Regions from separate parts of the Triticum aestivum genome. Here region 1 is linked to region 2. A link is a contact called in public Hi-C data. All regions are on one chromosome and are shown on one strand. Each heading gives the region's core, a stretch centred on a gene start, on an enhancer-like site or on the middle of the called end of the contact. The rest is flanking DNA. Distances are from core to core; before and after follow the strand shown. Region 1 holds the start of LOC123098115 (RNA demethylase ALKBH10B). Region 2 holds the start of LOC123098113 (protein TITANIA).

Region 1 (5,585 bases), core at 951-3,450, 330 kb before region 2:
TCTCCGGCGCCCACGGACGTGCCAGCTTCGTGGTCGTGGCGGAGCTGGCGATGTCCTCCTTGTCCTTGGACGGGTGCCTTCATCATCAACTCAAATCTCAAACGAGATCATATGCCTCGCTGAACTCCTTGAATGTGTCTTTTAGGTCTGCCTAATGCTTGTGGTACCGCCAGTGGTCGCGACGGGTTTTGCGGGCGGTGCGATAGGAGTCGAAACGCCTCCCACTCGACCACAGCCACATCCGACGCGATGGCCGTGCAGGCGGCGAGTAGCTCCTCCGCGCGCCAGTGCTCGTCGAGGAGGCGGAGGTTGTAGGCATGGTCGGCCTGCACTCGCTGGAACGCGGCCTCCCGCCCCTCCAGCACCATGTCCGTGTAGTGGGCACATGCCTCGACCTCACCCATGGTGATGCCGGCATGGACCGACGAGGAGGGTGGCGCTGGCTCGTCCTCGGCCGCATCCTCCGCTAGGACGTACGCAACGCCAGCCTCTGTTTGCCTGCTGGCCTACGAGCCGACTATAGTTGCGGCGATCTCCTTTTACTGTTCGGACGAGAGACTGTCACACACGGCTTTGGAGCTCGAGGAGGCCATGGCGAGTGTGGTGCAGAGAGGAGAAAGGGAATGGATGATGATGGATGTGGCTATGATCGAGCCCGCGGTTCATATAGCGCCGGGGGGGGGGGGGCAGGGCAACTGGCGACGTGATTAATGATGGGCAGACGGACGGATAAGTGACGTTGGCTTGCCGTTTATCGGCAACCACACACATGTTTAATGTAGGCAGACGGAGAGACATGCCGCCGTTGAACGCGGGCCGGCCGCATGCACCGTGAAGTGGCAAGGGCGGCGCTCCAGGCCGGCGTGCCGTTCCAGTGTCAGAGCGTTGTGAGAGGTCGTGTCGTTCTGAGCCAGCATGAATGCTACACTGGTGCTTAGGAGCGGCGTTGATCTTTTCGGGTGGAAACACGTGCGGGCGATGGAGGAGTTTCTGGGGCAGGCAGGTTAGTCAAACACGGTCGTGGCGGCGGGTCTCCGTTTTGTGGGGAAAACACGGCGGCACGCACCTGGCAGTCACACACTTGACTCGTAGCACTACCGAGCTCAGCTCCCGTTCGACACGGACCGAAGACCATTCCTTGCATCTTCCTCAACAAACAGGGTAGTAGTAAGATTGTCATACAAGGAACCTCACGCTTTCCGCAGCAATAACGTAATCTAGTGGCGAACATGTCTCGGTGCGGCCACCTTCGCACCCTCGCCGCCAAGCCGATCCCCTCGTGCTTGTCTTCTCTCCACACCACACCACAACATAGCCACGGTCACGCGGACGAGAAAATCAAACCATTTTTACGAAAAGCACACGGCGCCATACCCTGCCGGCCTAGGATCGCCCGCTCACCAAACCGAGCGGCCCCCGCCCCAACGCGCAATCAGCGTTAACTAATCTCCTTCCCTCGCGCCGCGCCGTGCCGTGCCGTGCCGGTCACGGTCACGGTGGGGGTGGACAGGAGTACAAGTACAGTACAGTACGGCGTTGGCGTGGGAGCCAACGTCGTATCGTATAGTATGCCTACGATTACCAACACTCGGTCAACACGGGATTTTCTCCAGCTGAACCGAACGACCGACCGAACGAACTCACTCTTTGAACGAGCCGTGCCGGAGAGACCAAGCCAGCCAAATGTGGCTGACGCAGGGCCCGACGTGAGCGAGCCGGGGGCGGTTCGTCCTCCATGACGGGTGGGCCGCCGACGCCGTGGTAGCGTAAAGCGCCCACGAGACCAGACGAGAGAGGTACGCCGTCCCGTCCCGCGGCGTGCCAACGGCCCCATCCGTCAACAACCCGCATTAAAGCGTGGGCCCGCGCAGCTGACACCCACTTACCGGTGGGCCGTGAAGGAAAAAAAATTAGCGCCGTTGTTACTACCACTACCCACCTGGCCAAACGGTCTTCTTTGCCCGTAACCGCACGACTGTGTCCGTTCCGTCTTTCACTGCCACCGGTCAAATCCCGAATCTCAAAGCCCGCAAAACCCCACACGAGCGCCCGCGTACGCCCACCCCCACGTCCAAGCCCCACACGCCGACATGCGGGTCCCGGGCCGACGCGTCGGCCCATCGGGGCCGTACGATGGTTAGGTTTTGCACCCGTCGAGCCGTCCACCGCTCCGCCTGGCATTTCGGGAATCTCCGCTCCCCCAGATCCGCCTCCGCTTCACATATCGCGGCCTCCTCCTCCTCCTCCCCTTCACACTAGCAGACACTGCCGCTAGCCTCCGTCCCTCCCCCGTCTCTCCTCCTCGTCGCAGAGCTGCCACCGGGCCGGGCGAAATAAACCATTGGAACAAGGGGAAAAAACTTGCCAAAACCCTAGATCTCCCGCTCGCATTGCCCTTCTATGACCCTCGGCCCCCACTGAGGGCACGGCCATGGCCTCCGCGGCCGTCATCCCCTCCCCCGCCGGCGGCGCCGTGCCCGTGCACGGGGCCGCCGAGCCCGCCGGCTGGCTCATGGACGAGCGCGACGGCTTCATCTCCTGGCTGCGGGGCGAGTTCGCCGCCGCCAACGCCATCATCGACCTCCTCGTCGTGCACCTCCGCGCCGTCGGCGACCCGGGCGAGTACGACCACGTCTTCGCCGCCGTGCAGCAGCGCCGCCACCACTGGGCGCCCGTCATCCACATGCAGCAGTTCTTCCCCGTCGCCGACGTCGCCTACGCGCTGCAGCAGTCCGGCTGGCGCCGCCGCCTGCCGCCCCCGCAGCAGCACGGCCCCGTCGTCTCGCCGGCCCCGCCGCCGCCTCCTCCGCGCCGCCCGTCCTTCGCGCCCTCCCACAACCACTCCCACTCCCACCACCGCCACGCCGCGCACCATCGCTACGATCCGCCGCGTGGTGCAGGCAACGTCCCGCCTGCCGGATCCGATAAAGATGGTGAGGCGTCTTCTCTTCGTTTCTCTGTTTGTTTGGTACACCTGCTAGTGTCGTCTGTTGTTACAAAGGACGGCGCCTTTTCTCGTCTTTTGTTTTGTTGGGTCCTAAAATGGTTCGATCCATGAAATGGGTTTCTGGTGTCGAGACACCTGCTTGCTAATTGGATGAATAGAGGTGTGATATCGGGTATGCATAGAGTAAAATCTTCCTCTTCCCTCCAGGTGAGGGTGTCTGCCGTCAAAATTCCTGTCCCGATTGGTAAAGTGCAGTTACTCCTTTGTATTTTTTTATTTCTTTAGTATAAAGTTGGGTCATCTATTTTGGAACGGAGGGAGTATATAAGTATTCAGGTCCTAAAAGGGCGCCTTTTGCCTTCTGTCTTGTGTAGCTCTATACACAAATTTCTAATTGGGGAGGTCCTAACCTACTGGATAAAGTTGTCCAAATGTAGCTTTTCTGTGCAAAGATATCTATGTGTAGGGTAGGTACGTGTAAGATCAATTTGAGTTGCTTCAGGCTGAAACATTTTCCTTTTTAGCATTCCGCGTTTCTGTTTGTTCAATAGCTGAATGAATCAATGCGATGGCTATTACTTACGGCAGAAGATATGGCGCAACGTCCTAGGGCATGATTCCCACCCAAGCGGTCTGATTATGCCATGCAGTTACTCCTGTCTATTTCTTTTTTGCTTTCTTGTTTAATACTAATTAGTAGTATTCAGGTCCTAAAAGGGTAAGCTTTTGCGTTCTGTCTTGTGTAGCTCTATACAAATACCCCTAATTGCACAGGCCCTAAGCTACTGATAAAGTTATCCTTCTGACCATACAACGGTTCTGTTTGTTCAGTAGCTGAATGGATCAATGAGATGGTTATTTCATACGGCAAAAGGTATGGCGCAAACTTTCGGCGCAACGTCCTAGGGCATGATTCCACCCAAACCGTCCGATTATGCCATGCATCAGTGTTCTGCTTCAGCTCTGAGTTCTGGCTACCGTTGGAGGCGTTGCTGGTGTCGTGCTAACTTGTCATGCCGTAGTCTATCATTAGTTTTGGGCTATTTATTATACAATAAAAAGTTGGTTACCTGTGCTTTACCAATGATTCCTGCCCAAGCGTCGGTGCAACGTCCTAGAGCATGATTCCTGCCCAAGTCGTCCGATTATGCCACATAGCAGTGCGCTCTCGCTCCGTGTTGGGATTCTGGCTGACATGGGAGGCGTTGTTGGCGTCGTGCTAACTCGTCACGCCATAGATCATTAGTTTTGAGATATTTATTATATAATAAAAGTTGATGACCTGTGCTTTACCAATGCCACAACAAATAAAGCAGTATGCTATTATTAGATTTGCGGGCTAGAAATGCTACATTAATTATATTAATTATAAAAGAATAATGCCATATTTCTTTTTGTTATTAAGTTTGATAAAAGGAGAAGAATCTACGTTCTGCATCACTTACTTTTTTGGGGCTAGAATCTGAGGGCATAGAGATATAATATGACAGATATTACACCTGTTTCGTTTGTATAATATACTAGAACTCAATTTTCAATTATATCATAACAAAACGACTACTTTTTGTACATAATATATACGGGCTTTGGTAATCATACTGTCCTTCTATGTCTTCCGCTCAACGATTTCTGTAGGTGCAATAAGTTCATATTTTCTGTTCTCGCTGATATTGATTATGGCATGATTAAAAACTGTACTTCAAGTTTGCAGCTATTATTGAAAATCATGTCCAATTAGTTTCTCATGCACTCTTGATGTTTCTAGGGCGTGAATTTCATAACAAAGAAGGGAAGGGACTTAAGGAAGGGGAGAACGTCGCTGATGCTAAAGGTCCACAGTTGAATTCTCCTGTTACTGATGGTACCCCCTGCCCCCCTCACACAAACATTGTGCAACTTCATTTCTTTATTGCTATTTGACACATCAGATAGTATTTGAACCAAAGAAGTTTGTGTTAGGGTTTTGTATATAGTGTGCTGCCATCGTGCTCCATATTAAGCCTTGTTTCTTCACTTCAATTGTAACACTGCTGAGCTACATTTTCAGTTTTTCAGTTGTCAATTAATATTCTGCTATTTTTTGTTTAGTTGTCAATTTATAGAACTATAGACAATCCTGAACTTTTGGATCCTCCATGTTGTTTATTTGTAATTGAGTGTCCTTAGGATGGACAACTGAACTTTCTGATACACAGTATGTTTACTTGCATATGCTATTAAATCTTGCTACAGCCATTGTTGTGCATCTGTTGCTAACTATGTAACTCTTTATTTTGTTTTTATGTTTATGAAATCTGATTGTTTTGTCAAACTGAAGGATTGCAAATTACCCTCTCTGAGCCATGTCCTTGTTTTGTAAATTGTGTAGCAGGCGAGAAAAATTCTAGCCTGCAAATTACTGCTGAAGGAAGCAGCAAAGTGGTTCCAACTCCTGTAGAATATACAACCAGTGAAATCATTGATGGCAAGCCGGTATGTTAGCCCTGCAATTCAGAATTTCAAAATCTGCACTTCAGTTTTCTCTTTCATGCAGTTTCCTTGGAATCTCAAACTTCAGTCGTACTGCATTATCCTATTACAAAACACGCCATGATGAAATGTGCTCTATGCTTCTTTAGGTTAATACTGTTGAAGGGCT
Region 2 (5,715 bases), core at 696-3,195:
ATCGTCGGGGAACATCTCGCCGGGGCGGAGGGAGTGGACGAAGGCGCCGGCCTTTTCATAGGAACCTTCTTCCGCTTCACGCCCGAAACCTTGCTCACCTTCTCCGCCGGCGCCCGGGCAGATCGTGCGGCGGCGGCGGCGGCGGCGGCGCCCGGCGCGTGTGCCTTTCCGGCGGGGTCAACCGGATTGCCGCCCTGCACGACAACGTTGCCCTGCCGCTTGTGGGCAGGCGCGTTGGTGCCTTGGGCGACCGCGGGGGCGACATGGCCGGCGACGAGATCCGCCGGAGGGGTTTGCGCGTGCGCGACCTCCACAGTGACGGGGGACGGTTGGGAGGCTTCCATGGCGGCGAAGAATGGTGGGGAAGATGGACCGGAGCGCGCGGTGACGGGGCAATGGCGGCCGAGGAGCGGGAACGGCCGCGCGGAAATTTCCCTCGCGCCAAATCTCGCTGCGGATAGGAGGCGAGCTCGGGTCGGCCTCCCACCCCGTGAATCTAAAGGTTAAGGGTGAACTTTTGCCGCGCCACGCAAAAACTTTTACGGATCGGACGCATTTGCGGGGCCTGGTCAGGCAGAATTTTCCGTGTCGATCTGTATTTTAGCGGTTATTTTGCGAGTCGCGGCGTTATACAGGTTTAGACAATCTCGGCATGAAGCTCGGTCGACAGAACCCCCAGACGAGGCTGGGCTGACTGCCACGGGCCTGCGGCGTAGGGGACGGGGATGCAGCACAGCTTGATTTGAACGCGTAGGATCGACAGAGAAAATGGTGTATAAAAAAACAGATGTCCGGCCGGTCAACGGGTGGCAACCGGCGAGGATTCATAAAACAGCCTATGTTTTTCGACGTAATTTATCACCTGAGTTAGCTGGGCGGCTGGCGGCGTGGGGGTTGACATAGAAACCAAGCACACCCTGTTAGCCCAATTGACAATTGAATGCCGTTTGGAATTCGTCTGACCAAGCAGTGGGCATGTGCCATCTCAAGTTCTCAACCACTGCATTTCATTTCTCGTCGTGCAAGTCTTTAAGATCATTTTTCAGATCAAATGCAGACCAGTTCAGGCTGGATGGCATTATATATGAGGGACCGTATCGACATGGAAGCAATGGGGCATTATGGTAGAGATCAAGTTATTGGCATTGCGTCGTTGCCGCACTTAACAATGGACGGATGGATAGACAGCTAGCTAGGCCGTCGCACTGACTGGCGTGAGATAAGCTAAGAAATTCTCCCACCGAGGGTGCTCCACCTCCACTGCTGATTGCTGCCGCGTCGGCAGTCCACCGAGACCAAACGGCCCACACTTTCTTTCTACCCGCTCGCACCGAGCCGGTTTTTTTTCTTCTTGCGAACGGAAATGAGCCGATGGTTGCTTTGCCCTGCACGTGAGTGGAGATGGTCCGATCGTCTTTCCGAGAGAAACACGGGATCGATCGATCGTTCGTCGTCGCTGTCCGAAATCACATGATGCAGTTTGACCCCCTCTTGTCGCCTGCGTGCCAAACGGGTTTGCATCTCACGACTGACGTGCCGCTTTTTTTACGCGACTGCATCTACTCCCCCACTTTCACGCACGAGCAATGACGGCGGTAGTGAAGACAGTTCGTAAATATCTCCGCGTTTCAAATAGTCAGAGAGAGACAGTGCGACTTGTGCTGGCGCAACCGTCCGTTTTCTCACATGGGAAGACGGGCAAACGGCCAAAAGCTTCACGCGTCCGTAGCTCCGGCAAGGCGACGCTGCTTTGAACGTCACGGGCGCCAGCCAGCCACCGGGAGCGCAAGGAAGCTCCTCTGCTGCGACGAGACATTCATTCCCCCCTTCCACTAGCCCCCAGTCTTCTCATCTCATCATCTCACGGGAGAGAGAGAAAAGAAAAAGTAAACAAGGCCTCGGGACAGACCAAAAGCAACAGGTTAAAAAATAGTTGCGCTCACAGTTTCCTCCCACCCCCCGCCGTCCCGTCCTTCCGCCCCATTTCCGCGTCTCGGCGTGCGGAAGTCAACCCCAACCCACCCCCGTCCGAGCGCCCCGCAGCAGCCCGCAGGAAATCGCCGCGAATCCGGCGGCCATGTTCGGCGACTCCGACGGATCCAAGGACCCCGGCGCCGCGCCGCCGCCCGCCGACCAGCCCTTCCCCAACCGCGAGCTCACCCTCAGCAGCTACCTCTGCGACAAGCCCACCCTCGCATCCGCCGCCGCCGCCGAGGCCGCTGCTTCCGCGGCCGCAGCGGCAGCGGCGCCGGGGCCCTCCTCCCCTCCCAACCCCAACCCCGCCGCCGACGCCGCGGCCGACGCCGCCAACGCCAAGCTCTGCGTCGAGCGCGACTTCCTCCATCTCTCCGCGCCCAAGCGCGGCGATCCCCCCGGGGACGATTCCTCCGTGGTCGGCGGGAAGAAGCCCCGCCTCGACTCCCTCCAGCTCTCGCTCTCCCTCCCGTCCGACGGGCCCGGGCAGGGGCAGGCGCAGGCGCAGCAGCAGCAGCACCTCCCGTCGGTCCCCGCCGCCGATGGAGATCTCCGGGCAGCGTCGGCCGGCGCCGCCGCCGCGCCGCCCCCCAGGCGGACCTACAGCGCCACCACGGGCCGCACCCGGAGCATCAACTCCGACGACATGTCCTACTCCTACTCCATGTTCTCGCACAACCCCAGCTGCTCCCTCACGCACAACTCCACCGACATCTACGCCGCCGGGGAGGGCACCAACGGCTCCGTGCACAGCAGATTCAATTTCCGCCCCATGGGGGACGGCAGCGTCGCCTTCGCCACGCCGCCGATGAAGGAGGGCACCTCCGCCTTCTTCCCCACTGAGCTCCCCGCCAAGATGGCGGCGGCCAGCGCGGGTGGCAGCTTTGACGGCGGCCGCGGCGGGCATACGTCGCGGCCTGATAGGATCCTGCGGGACATCGTGTCGGACTCTGTGTCGGCCATGGCGCATGTGCTGCAGGAGTTCCCCAGCGAGTCTCTGGAGGTGCTGCGGGCGGCGGTGCGGAGCATGGTTGATGCTCCGGAGAAGAGGGACGAGCTGGCCAGCCTGCAGCGGAGGCTGGAGCGCAGGTCGGACCTGACGGCCGAGGCACTGGCGCGGGCCAACAGGACGCAGTTGGAGATCCTGGTGGCCATCAAGACTGGTTCGGCCGCGTTTGTCACCGGCAAGGGCCGCGTACCAAGCAGCGAGCTCGTGGAGATGTTCCTCATGACACGGTGCCGCAACCTCAACTGCAAGAGCATGCTGCCTGTGGACGATTGCGAGTGTAAGATTTGCTCCAGCAACAAAGGGTTCTGTGGCGCATGTATGTGCCCGGTGTGCCACAAGTTTGACTGTGCTGCAAATACCTGCAGCTGGGTCGGTTGTGACGTTTGCGGCCATTGGTGCCATGCTGCGTGCGGTCTGGAGAGGAACTTGATCAGACCAGGCCCGACACTCAAGGGGCCGATAGGGACGACTGAGATGCAGTTCCAGTGTCTTGGTTGCAGCCATTCTTCTGAGATGTTTGGATTTGTTAAGGAGGTGTTCAATTGCTGCGCAGAGAACTGGAATGCTGAGACGCTGATGAAAGAGCTAGATGTTGTCAGGAAGATATTTGCTGCTAGTGATGATTTTGAGGGAAAGGGGCTTCATGCCAAGGCTGAAGAGGTCCTCAGCATGCTTTCAAAGAAAGTTATCTCCCTGCCGGATGCATTGAACAACATGCTGCAATTCTTCAAATGTGAGATCTCTTTACTTTACATTCTAATAAAGCACCATGTTACAAACTTGAGTTCTCTAAATGAATTATTACTTGCTTTATTATTTGTTTTAGCATGATCATGTCGCATCTGCATACACTTTCCATGTGGGTCCCCCCTTTAAACTGCTGGGAAATACGATCATTATGTATATTTTGTGCTACACACCATCTCTGTCAGTCATGTTAGGTATTCACAGTTTCTTCTGTTTGACCCATATTCGGGGAATCCATTTGCTGTGACACTACAACTATGGCATTGCTCAGTCATGTTTAGGTGTTCACAATTTGTTTCCGGTTGTCACATATTTGGGAATCCTTTTGTTGTGCGGCACTACAACTCACCACTTTGCCATAAGGATGTATGCATGGCCACATCATCGGTACATTTGTAGATATGCACAATGAACTTCCAGTCATATAGCACTGCAATAAGGGCAAAGCTGGATAGTGTTTTGGCTGAGTGACTTTGATTCAATTGAGTTCGAAAGGAAAAAAAATGATTATAGCATTAAGCCAATGGCTCTAAATGAACGAGTTAACCTTGAATGTCTTTTTTTTGCCAACAGTAGCTTTCTTGAACTCTGTTGGAAAACATATTGCTCCTACTGAACCATGAACAGTTAAGGGTTCCAAAATGTGATGTTGGGCATGATGTAAGAATCAAAATGCATATTCTGTTGAGACTAAATCTATTATAATACTCCCACCTCTCCAAATACAACGAAAATCTGGTGTCATTATATATGTTCTTTTAGAGCAATGGAAAATAATTCCGACATAGTTTTATAGAATTTCTCAGGCACCACAGCTCTAATTAATCTTTATGTTTTCACAGATGGCGTTACCGACTGCTCTGTCACTGGCAGCAAGTCCAAAGGCATATTGGCAGCAAATCAGGCGAGCCAATCTACGATTCCCCTTCTATCTCCGGCCATCAGTCCACCCAAATCCTTCAATTTCAATGCCAGCACCTCCATTCTCGACTCACAGATTGATGCGCTCAAGACCAGCCCAAAGTCCCTCTCTATTGAACCCTGTTTTGGCTCCAGCTCAAACCCATTGGCTATTGAACCCCGTTTTGGCGCCAGCCCGAAGCCGCTGTCCGTCGATTCCCGTTTCGGCGCCAGCCCGAAGCCGCTGTCCGTCGATTCCCGTTTCGGTGCCAGCCCAAAGCCGCTGTCCATTGATTCCCATTTCGGCGCCAGCCCGAAGCCGCTCTCTATCGAGCCCCATTTCAGCACCACCTCAAAGGACGACGAAGCCTCCACCCTCGAGACCGTCGTCAAGTGCAAGGAAGCCGAAGCAAAACTGTTCCAGAAGCTGGCTGACGATGCCCGGAAGGAGGTGGAGAACTACCGGCAGATGGTCCGCAACAGAATCCAGAGCATGGAGGAGGAGTACGCGTCGAAGGTGGCGAAGCTGTGCTTCCAGGAGGCAGAGGAGAAGAGGAGGAAGAAGATGGAGGAGCTCAAGACGCTGGAGAACTCGCACTACGACTACCACAAGATGAAGCTGCGGATGCAGACCGAGATCCAGGGCCTGCTCGAGCGGATGGAGGCCACAAAGAAGATGTGGGTGTAGAGAGGAAACCCGGTAAAAAAACAAAAAATCACCGCCTGCTGCTCCTGAATGCCTGGAGATGCGTTGCTGTTGTTGTCCATTAGAGTGGAATGGTTTCTAAACCAAAGCTGTTGTGTTCCATCTGTAATTTGCTCTTTTTTACTACCCGTTGTTAACCGTTGTTATAAGCGGAGGAGGCCTAACCTTGCGCCGGCGGATATAACTTGACAGCATTTTCAGTTCGTTGCTTGCTCATTGCCTGATGGTGTGCAGAGTGCAGTCGTTGGGTCATGACCTGTGCATTTCGCCCCATGCCATGTTATGCTATGCTATAATTGGCATCGTCGTCATGGGAATATTTCAACTTCCCAGCTTGTCATTTTCTCCTCTCTTTTTCGATGTTTTTTCACTGTTGGTG

Evidence for each region. Hi-C and Micro-C count contacts between places; a contact is called where the count stands out from the background.
Region 1: a contact with region 2 is called in a Hi-C map of leaf, with 2.3 times the contacts expected there. The contact joins the promoter of LOC123098115 here to the promoter of LOC123098113 in region 2. A contact is called at or near these places in 3 of 5 Hi-C or Micro-C datasets (all in leaf).

What each region holds. Positions count from the first base shown.
Region 1 is chr4D:390,553,465-390,559,049 of IWGSC CS RefSeq v2.1, reverse strand. LOC123098115 (RNA demethylase ALKBH10B) reads left to right here and starts at 2,200. Exons shown (of 8, transcript XM_044520006.1): 1 at 2,200-2,933; 2 at 4,713-4,808; 3 at 5,319-5,419; 4 at 5,566-5,585. The coding sequence starts at 2,432.
Region 2 is chr4D:390,227,765-390,233,479 of IWGSC CS RefSeq v2.1, reverse strand. It overlaps LOC123098113 (protein TITANIA), which reads left to right and starts at 1,945. Exons shown (of 2, transcript XM_044520002.1): 1 at 1,945-3,716; 2 at 4,573-5,552. The coding sequence starts at 2,078. The coding sequence ends at 5,318.